3 separate regions of the Mus musculus genome follow, and regions 2 and 3 are each linked to region 1. Evidence: chromatin contacts called from public HiChIP or PLAC-seq and promoter capture Hi-C data. All regions are on one chromosome and are shown on one strand. Each heading gives the region's core, a stretch centred on a gene start, on an enhancer-like site or on the middle of the called end of the contact. The rest is flanking DNA. Distances are from core to core; before and after follow the strand shown. Region 1 holds the start of Pygo2 (pygopus 2). Region 2 holds the start of Adar (adenosine deaminase, RNA-specific). Region 3 overlaps She (src homology 2 domain-containing transforming protein E).

Region 1 (4,138 bases), core at 1,368-3,867:
GAGCTGTGTTCTTCTCAGTTCTGACCAGTCCTCACATCCCAGTGAAGCCTGCCAGCCCCCAGAGAGTGCTTACTTGATCTTTTGCTAAGTGAGGAAATGACACTGGAAAGGCAGTGGTGCCCAGTGTCAGTGGTTAGGGGGTGGAGACCCCAAATTTTCTCTTGCAAGAGGAGTCAGGAGCCTCCCTAGCTCCTTAGCTTCAAACTCAGGGTTTTGTTTTGTTTTGTTTTGTTTTCAACAAATCTAACCTGCCTTACTATTCCATACAACCTTGGTTTCTTTTCTTTTTCTTCTTTTTTTTTTTAGGGGAGGGGTGGTGGTGAGGTTCAAGACGGGGTTTCTCTGTGTAGCCCTGGAACTCACTCTGTAGACCAGGCTGACCTCGAACTGAAGCGCTCCGCCTGCCCTGCTTCCCCAGCGCTGGGATTAAAGGCTGTGCCGCCACCGCTCTGCTCAGTTTCTTTTCTCTTCTCAGCATTTTTTCCACCTTGGTTTTGCATTGTGTCACTTTTGAGAGACACCAGCTTCCTTCAAGTCAGAATTTTCACTGTCAGCTTCCGTGATTTCTGGTCTCCTTCCCCTTCGCCCAGTTCACTGCCCATTCCCACCCATGTGACTGTCTTTTCTGTAAAGATGCCTGGATAATCACGGCTGCTGGCCCGCCTTCCTCAGTCTTCCTGAGCTCTTCTCTTGACCCAACCTTCTCTCCCTGCCTCCCAGGTTCGGACAAAGGATCACCGCTTTGAGAGTGTCAGTCACCTGATCAGCTACCACATGGACAATCACTTGCCCATCATCTCTGCGGGCAGCGAACTGTGCCTACAGCAACCCGTGGATCGGAAAGTGTGATCCTTCTCAGCTTCTCCAACAGGATGCTCTCCATTTCCGTCTCCCGTATTCTCTAACTTGTGGGACCTCTGTTTTGTGGGTCTGGCCTTGGGTGGGAACTGGGAGCAACGAGGACATGGGTTTAGTGCCCACTTGAGAGAGAGAAAAAGAGGGTTTCAGTAAGGAGCCTGGGGTAGCATCCTGCCTCTGGCCAAACTTCACCAAAGTATTAATGTGCAGAGTGGTCCCTTGTCTGGGCCTTGCCTGTGCCAACCTGATGCCCTTCCCCCCCAAAGGGTGGGTTCTTATAATGGAAAATGCCCTGTGATGATAGGCCCAGTGGAGCAACTGCCCTTTGGGGGAAGGGAAATAATTATACCTCTGGTTTACTCCTGGGTCTTCAGGGTACCCCAGATCCCGCATAACATATCCCACTCCCTCTGCTTCCCCTTAAACTTTGTGCCTTTGACTATCATAGGTCTGCAGATACTTAATGCAGAGTTCTCAGGCCCTTCACGTGTGGACAGGGGTTACTGCCACCTTGGCTTCTGGAGCCCTGTCCTATTCAGCACCCCTTCCTGTGTCTAGGGAGAATAGGGACAGGAGTGGCCGCTATCTGCTCTGCCTTTCGGATGTGCAGCCCTTAAGAGATTGCCCCAAGCCTGAATATGGTGGCGCACGCCTTTAATCACAGCACTCAGGAGGCAGAGACAGGAGGAATTGTGAGGCCATCCGATCTACAACAGAGTGAGTTCCAGGACAGCCAGGGCTATGGAGAGAGAACCTGTCTCCAAAAACCAAAAAGAGCGATTACCCCAGAGCCTTCTTCCTGATGGTAGCGGGGAGGGGCAGGACTGGACCCATCTTGCTCAGTGCCTCCTGACCTCAATGCCTTTCCTCCAAGGGGTCTGTATACATTTCTCAAGCCTGCTCCTCCCATGTTTGCATGTGTGTTATAGTCTACAGCCAAAGTATAGCCCTCACTGTAACCCCATCCTGCCTCCCTCCTTTGGGATAGGTGTGTGCGTCTGACTTGGGCCTCCAGGGTGTGTACAGTCAGTGTGGGTTTTGTGGAGGCAATAAGACTGAAGCAGTAGACAATCCCCAATACCATTTGCAGGTCTGGAACTGCACTCTCTTTTTTAAAAAACATGTATACATTTTAGGGCTGTAGATTTATTTTCCTGGTTTTGTTTTTCATTGCTGACTTTTGAGCACAGAATTATGATAATCAATTACATTTATACATCACCTCGATGACTTTTCCAAACTTTTATTTTTTTTTTTAAACAACTGTTGGGATTTTACTCCCTGGCCTTAACTAGGACAGGATTGTACCCCACTCCTCCCCCCCCCCTTTTTCTTTTTCGCCAAGACAACTGAGCAGAAATTTGGCTGAGCAGTGTTGTGGGACTATGATGTGATAGTTTTAGATCCTACCTTCTGCTTTCGGGCAGCTGCAGCCAGCACAGAAACCTTGCAAGCTCACTCTGTGTGTAGGCTTTCTGGACAAGGAATGGTCGCCAAATTTTTGGTTTGGATGTCTTATACCAAAGGGAAATAGTCTTCATTAAAGTTCGTATTTCTTTTACCTCGGCCTCTCAACTCCTCTGGAAAGTCTGATTGATGGGGGCTGTCTGTGGGAGGTGGTGACGGACCCCATCTGGGCTAGGTCCAGTGGGCTCCAAGCCAGCGCCAGCCCGCAGGCACCAGTTTGCAGAGATTTGGGGAGCTGCGAGGCTGTGCGGTAGGGACGTATCTGCAAGGCGACTGGCTCGCGGCGGGAAGGGGCGTGTCCGGACCGCCCCCAGGCCCACCCGCAGCTCGCACGGCCCCTGTCGAGTGGTGCGTTCCACTCTGCTACCGGGCTAGCTGGGCGGCGACAGGCGCACTTCGGAGGAGTGGCGTGGCGAGGCCCAGCCTTCCTGGGTGCGGCGTCTGGGCCCTTCCCTGCTTTCCCTCCCCACCGCGTTCCGTGGTGGTGACCCATTGGAGTTCCGGTTCCGGTTGCTGTGGCTGCGGGCGGGCGGTGAGTCTGGAGCAGGCGCGCAGTTGGTGCAACGGCTCTGTGCTTTCCCCCTCGGCGTGGCTAGGGCTTGCTGCTGCTCGGGGGGGCTGCGCTGCCCCTGACTCCCCTCCGGGCGATGGTGCGGCCCGAGGACGCCTCCATCCCCCGCCGACGCTGACTCGGGTCCCCAATCCATGGCCGCCTCGGCGCCGCCCCCACCGGACAAGCTGGAGGGAGGCAGCGGCCCCGCACCGCCCCCCGCGCCGCCCAGCACCGGGAGGAAGCAGGGCAAGGCCGGTGAGAGCGCAGAGAAGGGCAGGGGCTGTTGAGGCCCGGGACCCTGGAACCTCGGATGGAACGGTTGGGGGATGGGGGAGGTTGCCTAGGAGCCTGGAGGTAGCCTCAGGTGAGAAGGGTCAGTGGTTGGAGACAGGTGTCACAGAACACTTCAGGTTTTGGATGACACTGAATTGAGACAAACCTGGTAGTTTCAAGAGATTGGGTTATCTTTGATTTGCAGGAAGACGTAGCTGAGAGTATAGTCATACTAGCCATTTTTCATATCTCACCCCTGTTTCTTAAATAAGTAAGCAAGTGTACGTGGAAGTTAGAGTCTGGAGAGTGGCTGGGAGGAAAGAGACTTGTAGAAACCTCGGGAAAACTTGCCTCCGTCTGCCCATTGCTGCTCTTCTAGGTCTGCAAATGAAGAGCCCTGAAAAGAAGCGAAGAAAGTCCAATACTCAGGTAAATGGGGGTCTGTGGTGGGAGTATCGTAGAAGCCCCCCCTGCTTTGTCTAGCTGTGTACCTGGCTGCCCTCTTGTGCTTTCCACCAGGTGCAGGGTCAAGAAAAAAACAGAAATACTCTTCCTTCTTTTTCCTTTCGGATCCTAGTTCTGTCTTGATGACAGCGTTTAGCCCAGCTCCTTTCCCTTCCTTTTTGAGACAAGGTCTCTTGTGTCCCAGACTGGCTTCATATTTGCCGTGTAGCTAAGGATGGCTTTGGATCTTTATGATATTCCTGCTTTGGCTTACCAAAGTGATGGGATTCCAGATGTGCACCGCCATACTGGTTTCTGTAGTGCTGGGGACCCTCTGGACAAGTGCGGGGTCCCTTTCCCAGAACTCTGGAGGAGAGGCATCTGTGAGCTACCACGTGGGTGCTGGGAACAGAACCCAGGGCTTCTGCAAGAGCTGCAAGTGCCCCTAAACCCGTGAGCCATTTCTCCAGCCTGGATTCTTGTTGCTGGTATGACTGGCATGTATCACCAGGCTCAGCTTACTGAATCTTTTCTAAGTGTCAT
Region 2 (4,351 bases), core at 1,439-3,938, 300 kb after region 1:
GGCCCAGTCTGTTGTTGCTGACCCCATACAACACTTACTCCACAAGCTAAAGATGGGGCCATTGTCTTGCAGGAGCTAGGACTGAGCAGAGCTCAGGCTGGGACTGGGGGAGAAGAGGAAGGAAAAACAGTGGATGAGAATCCCTTACCTTGAGTCCTAACTCAGAGGGGCCCAGATGTGGGCCAATAGCTGAGTCTCTACTGGCCAGAGCCACCCCAGCAGCTGACCAAGTACTACTCACAGGACTGAGCTTGCATAGGACAAACAGCTTGAGTACCAGACAGGATTTAATACATAGAGCCATAGGGTTTAGAGAGTTATTTTGTGGGCTGCCCATGAAGCTAAATGTGCGTGATGTGCACTCGGAATGGTCTATACAGGACTGTTAGCTGTTGTTCTGACAGTTGTTTTGGCATTGTCGTTAATATTATAACTTTATTATGTAACCACTAACCTTACTGGCATACACGTCTTTTCCTTTCATTTACTGGAGAACTCTGACTCAGTAATAAAAGGATGTCCCTTCTTCTGGAGACCTCTTTTTTGGGGGGAAGGGGGACAGCTACCCAAAACAGTTCTTGCTTTCTAGTAATTTCAAAATTAGAAGCCCTTGGAAGGGAGAGACAGAATTATAAGGGCTCAGAGTCAGTCAGCCTTAGCTGTATATTGGAGGAGTTTTAGGTGACCCTGAACTGTATGAGACCCTGTCTCAAAAACAAAACAAAACCAAAAGCTGGTTGTGGCTATCAACATCTGTAGAACATCTCTCAGGGTCGGTATAGCTAGGTGATACATCATTCTTTTGTCTCCTGAAAGCCTCCCAGATTATTTGAGCAAGTTAGACTGCTGGGGAAGGCCCTGTGAGTTTAGAAAATGAATGTTTCGGGGCTGGAGAGATGGCTCAGTGGTTAAGAGCACTGACTGCTCTTTCAGAGATCTTGAGTTCAATTCCCACCAACTACATGGTGGCTCACAACATCTGTAATGGAATCTGGTGCCCTCTTCTGGGGTGTCTGAAGATAGCTACAGTGTATTCCTATACATAAAATAAATAAATCTTCCTGGCCTGCAAGCGCCAAGGGGGAGGTTGTGATACCTTATTTTAGACACAACTGAGTTAGTTATTTGGGTGGTGACTAAGGAGTAGCCCTCTGAATTGGAACCTGGCAGGAGGCTCCCAAGCTCCTAGGGAAGTAAGCTGCTTGTGACAGGACTGTCACCTGTTTGTTCCCAAGGCCCTCCAGTTGAGGGGAAAACCTGGAAAAGGTAAACAGCCCCAGGTTGCAGTGGAGGTGCCACCTAGTGAGGCTGGGAGAGTTAGGACAGTTATCAAGGGAGCGAGACAAAGTTTAGGAATGAGACTGTCTGCGGGTCCTCAGTGGATCATTAGCCCCCAGAACATTCCTTCCATTTAGAATGCCTTGGACTTGAACCTGTCTTGTGCAATACATGATTGACCTTGGTTTTGCTTGGTTTGGGACAGGAGGTCTTCTTTCAGTATTGTTACATTGTTTCCCATCTGCTGCATTTGGCTGTGGTTTTTACTTCAATTGCTGTGTAATATCCTAAGGTGGGAACATCTGCTTATTTTAGTTTGATTGCTTTCAGTGTTGTGTAGCTTATCCTGCTAAATGCATATAATGGTTAAACCATGGGGTGTGTTTCTAAGTAATGACTTCCTGCAGTGACTGGGGTTGCTCCTTCTTGGTCCTCCTATGTGCTAGTTAATGGTGCCACACTGGTGAGTGGACAAGAACACCTACTCACTGTGACCTTTCCTGAGTTTCCCTGATGGCACAAGATTGAGCTCTTTTCCTGTGTTGATTGCCATTTTTTATCCCCCCCCCCCCAAGTTTCTGTTCCGCAAATTGTTTTACTTAGAGTGCACTATTATCCACTCACCTATGACTGTCTGGGACTCACTGTGCAGGGGATATAGGCGAGAACAGCCCTGCCCACTGGAGTGCCCCCGGGAGCACTGAAGGCAGGCAGCTATACCAAACAGGGAGGACATGATTGGGAGTGACTTTTGAGCCATCCATCTTGCCCAGACTGCTACATGCTGGGGCTTCTACTTACACTGTGTGTGCTGCTGGGTGCTGACGTTGTAGCATACACTAGATGCCCAGACTGCCATATGCTGGCCTACTTGCACCATGTGCTGGGTGCTGACACTGGTACAAACGCATCAGGTACCCAGGGATATGGAAGTGGAATTCCTCTGAAGTCTCAAAAACAAAACAAGGAAAGGGGGAGGAACATTCTAGGCTAAAGAACAGAATACGTGAAGGTAAAGAATTTTATCTACAAAAAGATAGGAAGTTTGGAGCAGCCAACAGGGGGAATGAAGGACAGGCTAGTGGGGACAGGGCATTGGCCAATGGTCACTCTAGGAGTGGACAGACTTGTAAATCTCGCAAGCAGTAGGGATTAAACACGGAAAAGGAACTTCCTCACAGGGCGGAGAGGGCGCTGTTGAGTGAAGCTTTCCAAAATACCGTGAACAAAAATAAGCTTGTCAGTGAAGTAAATAGCTCCCAAGCTCTCAGAGAACGTATATAGTGCCCTGCTAGTGGAGGTGGAGTGGTGAGGAAGGCGGTGGGCGTGGACTACGGCGGCCCAGCCCTTATGGTGGGCAGGATGCTGCTGCTCGGCTACCGGGAGCAAACCCCTCCCTCCTCTTGGCCCAACAGTTGGGCGGGGAAGCCTTTTCAAGGAAACGAAAGTGAACTCTGGGGAGCCAGCCATCTTACGGCCACAGGTGCGGGCCTTGCCGGCACTATGTCTCAAGGGTTCAGGGGACCCACAGGTAAGCCCGCGGGGTCTGCACCCTCATATCTGGCTCGCGTAGTGTGAATTACGAGGGTCACGTTCTCCTTCTCAAGCCGAACTGCCAGCCCTTCTGGGGATTTCTGTTCAGTTAGTTCTTGTAGCTTTGAGCAGTCTCAGGAAGGAGGCTGGTCAGAAGATAGACCAGCGTCTAAGCCAGACAAGGACCCAGGCCGGGGCAGACACCCCTTCTCTTTCTGCTAAGACCCCTGATGCCTTGCTGAGCCGCTATAGCCCAACATGAGCAACTTTTCTCATGATCCTCTTTGCTTTTTCAACTTCCTGAGAAATTTAAATTATCTCAACTAACCAGCAGGGGGAAGTCTTTTGCTTTATGGCCAAGAAGGGTGTCTTTCTGTAGCGCACTGGGTAAGCTTCGTGGAATTCTACTTAGCACTAAAATGAACTTGTGATGTCGTACATGAGCCCCAGCTGCAACGTTCTGAACAGAAAAACCCAGATTCCGAGGATTCATGCTGTGCACAGCACTGGATCTGTCATTCTGGAAAGCAGCGGGGATGGAAACTGACCCTGTGGTGGGATTAGGACTGTTCCTTGCCTTGGTTTGACCATGCTGGTTTGTTTGCTTTTGAGGCAGTTTCTACTTGTCTTGTGTTGCCTTGATTGCCCTTGAGCAAGCCACCAGTCTTTTCTCCCTAGAGCTGGAATTGCAGGCATGTCCCACCCAGGTTTATCCTTCAAAATTTTAAAAAGCTATATGGGATGTACCAATAGCCTCACACTTGATAAGCAAATGCTCTACTACTGTGTGTGTGTGTGTGTGTGTGTGTGTGTGTTGTAATTTGGGGGGTATGATGGTACTCATGAGGCAGAGGCAGGTATTTCTGAGTCCCAGGCCAGCCAAAGCTGTGTAGATGGCCTCAAAAACACAAACCAAAAAAACCCTACTCCAACAACCAACTTTTAATGTTGCAGATGTACAGGCACACTTGTACTTCTTTCTACGACAAAGGACAGCCTCGGAACTGGGCCCTCAGGCTTCCAGGAATTTTTCTTCTTGGTCCCCTATACCCTCAAGTGTCTCACAATTACTGATTTTTATACCACACTGTGTTTTGTTTTGTTTTTCTTGGGTTCTGGAGATTCAGATTCAGGTCCTTAAGATTGTGTGGCAAACGCTTTACTCACTGAGTCATCTCCCCAGCTCTTAATGGTGTGTGTGTGTGTGTGTGTGTGTGTGTGTGTGTGTCTACCTTCCCTCAAAATATTGCAGGCATCTGACTTGAAGGAAAGCACTTTTTACATATACTACAGTATGCACCTATGGATCATAGATGGTAAAGACAAAGGACTTATCTGTTGGTCCTAGAGATGGAAGGCAGGATTAGAATGGTGTTTGAAGAGCCATGTTTGATATTATATGTTAGGATGGTAAGATTGCCAGTCACGACAGAAGGCTGTGGCCCAGCTCCTGTAGCCTTCAGGCGAGTCAGGAAGGCTGTGAGCCACGTCAGAGATAGCACTACATGTTCTGTTTCCTTCTCTGGTCCTACCTCCCCGA
Region 3 (4,020 bases), core at 1,082-3,581, 430 kb after region 1:
GGTAGGTGGGTCTTTGTGAGTTTAAGGTCAGCCTGGTCTACAGAGTTGCAGGACAGCTAGGGCTGCACAGAGAAACCCTGTCTTGAAAATCTAAAACAACACAAAAACCACCACCAACAAAACATCTGGTCAGATGTCTTAGGGAAGCATAGCCCCATCCTCGGCTCCCTCACCCGGCCATCCTGACTGAAATGTAGGAAGACTTTTGCTCCTGTGTCAGCGGACCTTAGCCAAAGGGTTGTGCGAGATTTTGTTTTAAAAGGCTGAAAGGGACTTCTCCTCAGTGGAGCACAGTGGCCTGCACGAAGGCTGTTCTCACAGCACTGACAATCATTTTGGCTTCTATGTGTAGTGCAGGGCTCTCGGTTTAAGTTTTCAGTAGCCACAATTCCGCCCAGCAAATGTCAGTCATCATGTATTACCTTGTATCTGTGCATTGTTCACTGTGTTGAACCTAGTTTAGCTCAGCATTCTAGCCATGAAGCCTTATTTTTTTGCTTAGCCCTCCCTATTCAGCAAATGGAGCCGTTGTCTTTAATGGTAAGAATATCATAAAATGTTTCTGGGTGGGGAAGGATTTGGGCACACGCCTCATGACTCTGATGAACACCGGCCTGGCAGGTCGGTGTCACCTGGCCTCTGCCACACGCCTGAGCGTGCTCCCTCCATATTTGCTTTACATGAGTGAAAGTGGAGGAGACAGAGTTTATATATAGTCCAGTCTTCATGGTAGGGCATGGGGCTATAAAAAGCAAAAATACTGTAGACTAGTGGAAGGCCAGTGAGGGAGATGTTAAAGCTGCTATTTTCTTCTTAGGTTGTGACACAAGCTGACAGGAGCCAGGGGACTCACAGCTGGGTGGTAGCATAAAGTACCCTATCCTACCGTGCTAAAAACAATTAAGCGCAGCAGGGTGTCCTAACCACTCACTGGTGAGCCTGCCAGCTGGGGCTTGTCCTCCGAGCTCCAAAAGATTGAGCTTTTTGTCCTTTTCTTCCTGATAAAGGTATTTTCTTGTTATCTTTATTCCTTTGAATTGATTCTGTCTGGGGGGGGGGTGTTTCTTCTGGTGAACCCTCAAGATGCTGTGAACATCTATAGCATCTAGAGAGCTGTCCACTTTTTCTCCTTTAGCAAAACTTATTTGTAAAAAAACTGCTTTCTTTGTTCCAGAGTATGGACTTAGACAGGGACCCCTGAGAACGGAAGGCATCTGTAATCCATCCAGCTGTCCAGGAGGTCCAAGAGTCCAAAACTAACCTTGGCAATAGAGCAAGGGTGTCTCCAAAAAGAATACAGGAAGGCAAAGGGCATTTCTACTTCCTGTAATAGCATAGCAGATTCTGTCCAGATGTATTCTAATCACTGTCTGAGGGGGCGCTGGCCAGTAGGATGTGCTGAGGAGGCAGAGACAGGAGGAGTTGAATTAGAGGTTACTCTTGGGTTACACCTTGGGCCAAAGAAATGGCTCAGAGGTGGAAAATGCTGCACTTGTAGAAGACCCTGGTTAGTTCCAGTATCCACATGCTGTCCAGGTCTAGGGGATCTGGCGCCCTCTTCTGGCTTCTGAGGGTACTGGGCAGGAACATGGTACACATACAAGCAAAACATTCATGCACATAAACTTTTTAAAAACCTGAATGAAGGAATAGAAACAATGGAGGAAGTCTAGTGAGTATGCACAAAAGCAAGTGGTGGTAAAGAAACAGGTGTCCCTTCCGGTTACTGAGAATGCTTTAATAGGCATCTGTAAGAACAGCCTGTATTGTTGGCCGTTTAGAGTCTGCGTCTGTGGTGCTGGAGTTCAGTCACTGGTCTCTGCCACAGGAAGGGGAGCTGGGCAGAGAACCAGTAGGGAAAGCTGGCTCTTCTCAACACAGGTCCTACCTTAATAGTCCTTGTTTGGTGTTTAGATTATTTACCAGTGTTGCCCCTGTTGGATAGGTCTTAATGTTTAATTCAAGAACAACTGTAAGTCATTCTTTGCTTACTAGATGAGTCTGTTAACATTTTCGTTAGGAGCTAATGACTTATTTTTCCTGGCCTCAGTCAAGAAGCCAGTGCATCTAGATTCATGCCCCCTGTACATGCTTCTGAAACTTAGGATTTCATTGCTCCCTTCCTGGGACCAGACAGCCATTGGTCGTCTTTCTGTCTTCTGTAGCCAGCACCCATTTAACCGTAAACTCCCTTGGGATCAATCTTTTGTCTTCTCTTTGCCACCTACATCCCACTAACTTGGCCTTGAAGAAACTTGACCTGTAAGAGCCTTCCCTGTAATTTAGCTTCCCGGCTTCATGGACCCTATGCAATGAAAGATGGTGTTCTACTGCCATCTACTGGGACAAGAAAAAAACTGCAGTTGAGAAACAAGGGTGCATTTAGGGTAGTTTGTCTCAAGGATTTTTGATACAGTCCATAAATCAAAATAAACGATGACACAGCAGTTGCCATCTTGAAATGTGCCCTTTACTGTAGAAAGGGTGTTTTGACTCCTAGTCTTCCCCTGGACCTAGGCTGGGTCATGTTGTTCACAATTTTAATTCTATTTTTGAAGACTGCTCTGTCAACAGATCATTGAGGCAGGAATCATTCTGTTAAGCTCTTAGCTGTTCCAAATGCTGTCAGGAGGATTTTACATTTAAAATATCAACTGATACGTCATTTTAACTTTTTAAAATATTTAAAAGGTTGTAATGCAGGTGCCTTGGCAATTGTTATTATAATGGAATCTTATAAATTGTTGGCTCTCTTCACCGGTCAGCGTAGCTGTGTGCCTTCCGGAAGATGGTTTACCCTGAAGTGTTACTTTCAATAAATGCTTTGCCAGGAAAACAGTCATTTGCTTTGTTCAGTTAGTTGCTGTTTTGGTTGGTTGGTTGGTCGGTCCATCAGTCTGTCCGTCGGTCGTGGGTCTGTCTGCTGGTTTTGTTGTGTTGTGGAGCTGGGTTGCATGTGCCAGGGTTTTGCCACTGAGCTGTACCCCGCTCAGTGAATTGGTCCCATTCATCCTGACAATCGCCTCCCTTCATGAAAAGTACTTCCTGTGCAGACACCTACTGGAGTGTTCTGTGAAACTGCTGATGCCAGAGTGTTCCAACGCAACGAACAGCCAGCAGCTGAGCCTCCCCCTCACTTCTCCCTCTACAGCCCTGCCACTCTGTATCCCTGGAGAATACAGAGCAGTGTGGTTCTCCTCTGTGGCTTAGTCTTCCCCAGCATGTCCTTTGTTCTCCTCCTTTGAGCATCACAATTAGATTCATGTGAATGGGTGTGAGAGAGTGTATGTGTGTGTGTGTATGTGTGTATTAGTGTATATGTGTAGGTGTGTGTGTATGTGTATGTGTCTGTATGTGTCTGTGTGTGTGTGTTTGTGAGTATGAGTGTGTGTTTTTGTATGTATGTGTGTATGTGTGTGTGAGTGTCTGTGTGTGTGTATATGTGTGTATGTGTGTCTATGTGTGAGTGTATGTATGTGTATGTATATATGTGAGTTTGTATATATGTGTATTAATGTGTATATATGTGGGTGAGTGTGTGAATATATGTTTATGTGTGTGTGCCTGTGTGTATATGTATGTGTCTGTGAGTATATGTATGTATGATTGTGTATGTATGTTTCTGTGTGTGTGAATGTATGTATGTGTATGAATTTTACTTATATAACTGTTGTCCTGGAACTTGCTTTTAGACCAGGCTGGCCATGAACTCAGAGTTACCCCCGTCTCTGCCTCTCCACAGTTGGGGTTAAAGTGCCTCCAGCACTCCCGGCTTTTTTTCCAATTTTTAGTGATGTGAAGAGGGGTGGTTGGTATGTGCACCTTTCTGCAGAGACCAGAGGCATCCAGTCCCTTGGAGCAAGGGCTACAAGCAGTAGTTAGCACATGGACGTGTATGTGCCCTTAACTGGTGAGCCTCTCTCCAGCCCTGGTTATTTTTATTTGTGTGGATGTGTGCAGTGTCTGCAGATGAAGGAGAGGGTTCTGGATCCCCAGATGTGGTACTGGGAGTGGAGTTGG

The links. Promoter capture Hi-C pulls out the DNA fragments that hold promoters and counts their contacts. HiChIP or PLAC-seq counts read pairs in DNA pulled down with a chosen protein or histone mark.
Region 2: a promoter capture Hi-C map of macrophages shows a contact between it and region 1, with 6 read pairs. The contact joins the promoter of Adar here to the promoter of Pygo2 in region 1. A contact is called at or near these places in 1 of 39 promoter capture datasets (macrophages), 4 of 484 Hi-C or Micro-C datasets (the G1E-ER4 cell line, bone marrow-derived macrophages and embryonic stem cells), 13 of 115 datasets of contacts at active chromatin or transcription factors (acute myeloid leukemia, astrocytes, bone marrow-derived macrophages and 9 more) and 5 of 9 other capture datasets (adipose tissue, embryonic stem cells, liver and 2 more).
Region 3: an H3K4me3 HiChIP or PLAC-seq map of bone marrow-derived macrophages shows a contact between it and region 1, with 3 times the contacts expected there. The contact joins the enhancer-like site here to the promoter of Pygo2 in region 1. A contact is called at or near these places in 1 of 39 promoter capture datasets (embryonic stem cells), 12 of 484 Hi-C or Micro-C datasets (B cells, the G1E-ER4 cell line, the N1E-115 cell line and 7 more), 14 of 115 datasets of contacts at active chromatin or transcription factors (astrocytes, bone marrow-derived macrophages, embryonic basal ganglia and 8 more) and 2 of 9 other capture datasets (embryonic stem cells and macrophages).

Annotation. Positions count from the first base shown.
Region 1 is chr3:89,427,597-89,431,734 of GRCm38.p6, forward strand. Pygo2 (pygopus 2) reads left to right here and starts at 2,618. Exons shown (of 3, transcript NM_001293768.1): 1 at 2,618-3,133; 2 at 3,531-3,580. The coding sequence starts at 3,031. Shc1 (src homology 2 domain-containing transforming protein C1) reads left to right here. Exons shown (of 12, transcript NM_001113331.2): 12 at 721-2,433. The coding sequence ends at 849.
Region 2 is chr3:89,728,030-89,732,380 of GRCm38.p6, forward strand. Adar (adenosine deaminase, RNA-specific) reads left to right here and starts at 2,689. Exons shown (of 15, transcript NM_001146296.1): 1 at 2,689-2,809. The coding sequence starts at 2,782.
Region 3 is chr3:89,856,005-89,860,024 of GRCm38.p6, forward strand. She (src homology 2 domain-containing transforming protein E) reads left to right here. Exons shown (of 6, transcript NM_172530.3): 6 at 1-2,842. Among named protein-coding and RNA genes, the nearest start is that of Gm46811, 14 kb to the right of the region's middle. Within about 2 kb of position 2,332, at least 35 of the 459 cell types and tissues checked have an H3K27ac peak or open chromatin away from gene starts, as enhancers often do. A contact at or near this core is called in bone marrow-derived macrophages, cerebral cortex, cortical neurons and 1 more, where this site is marked.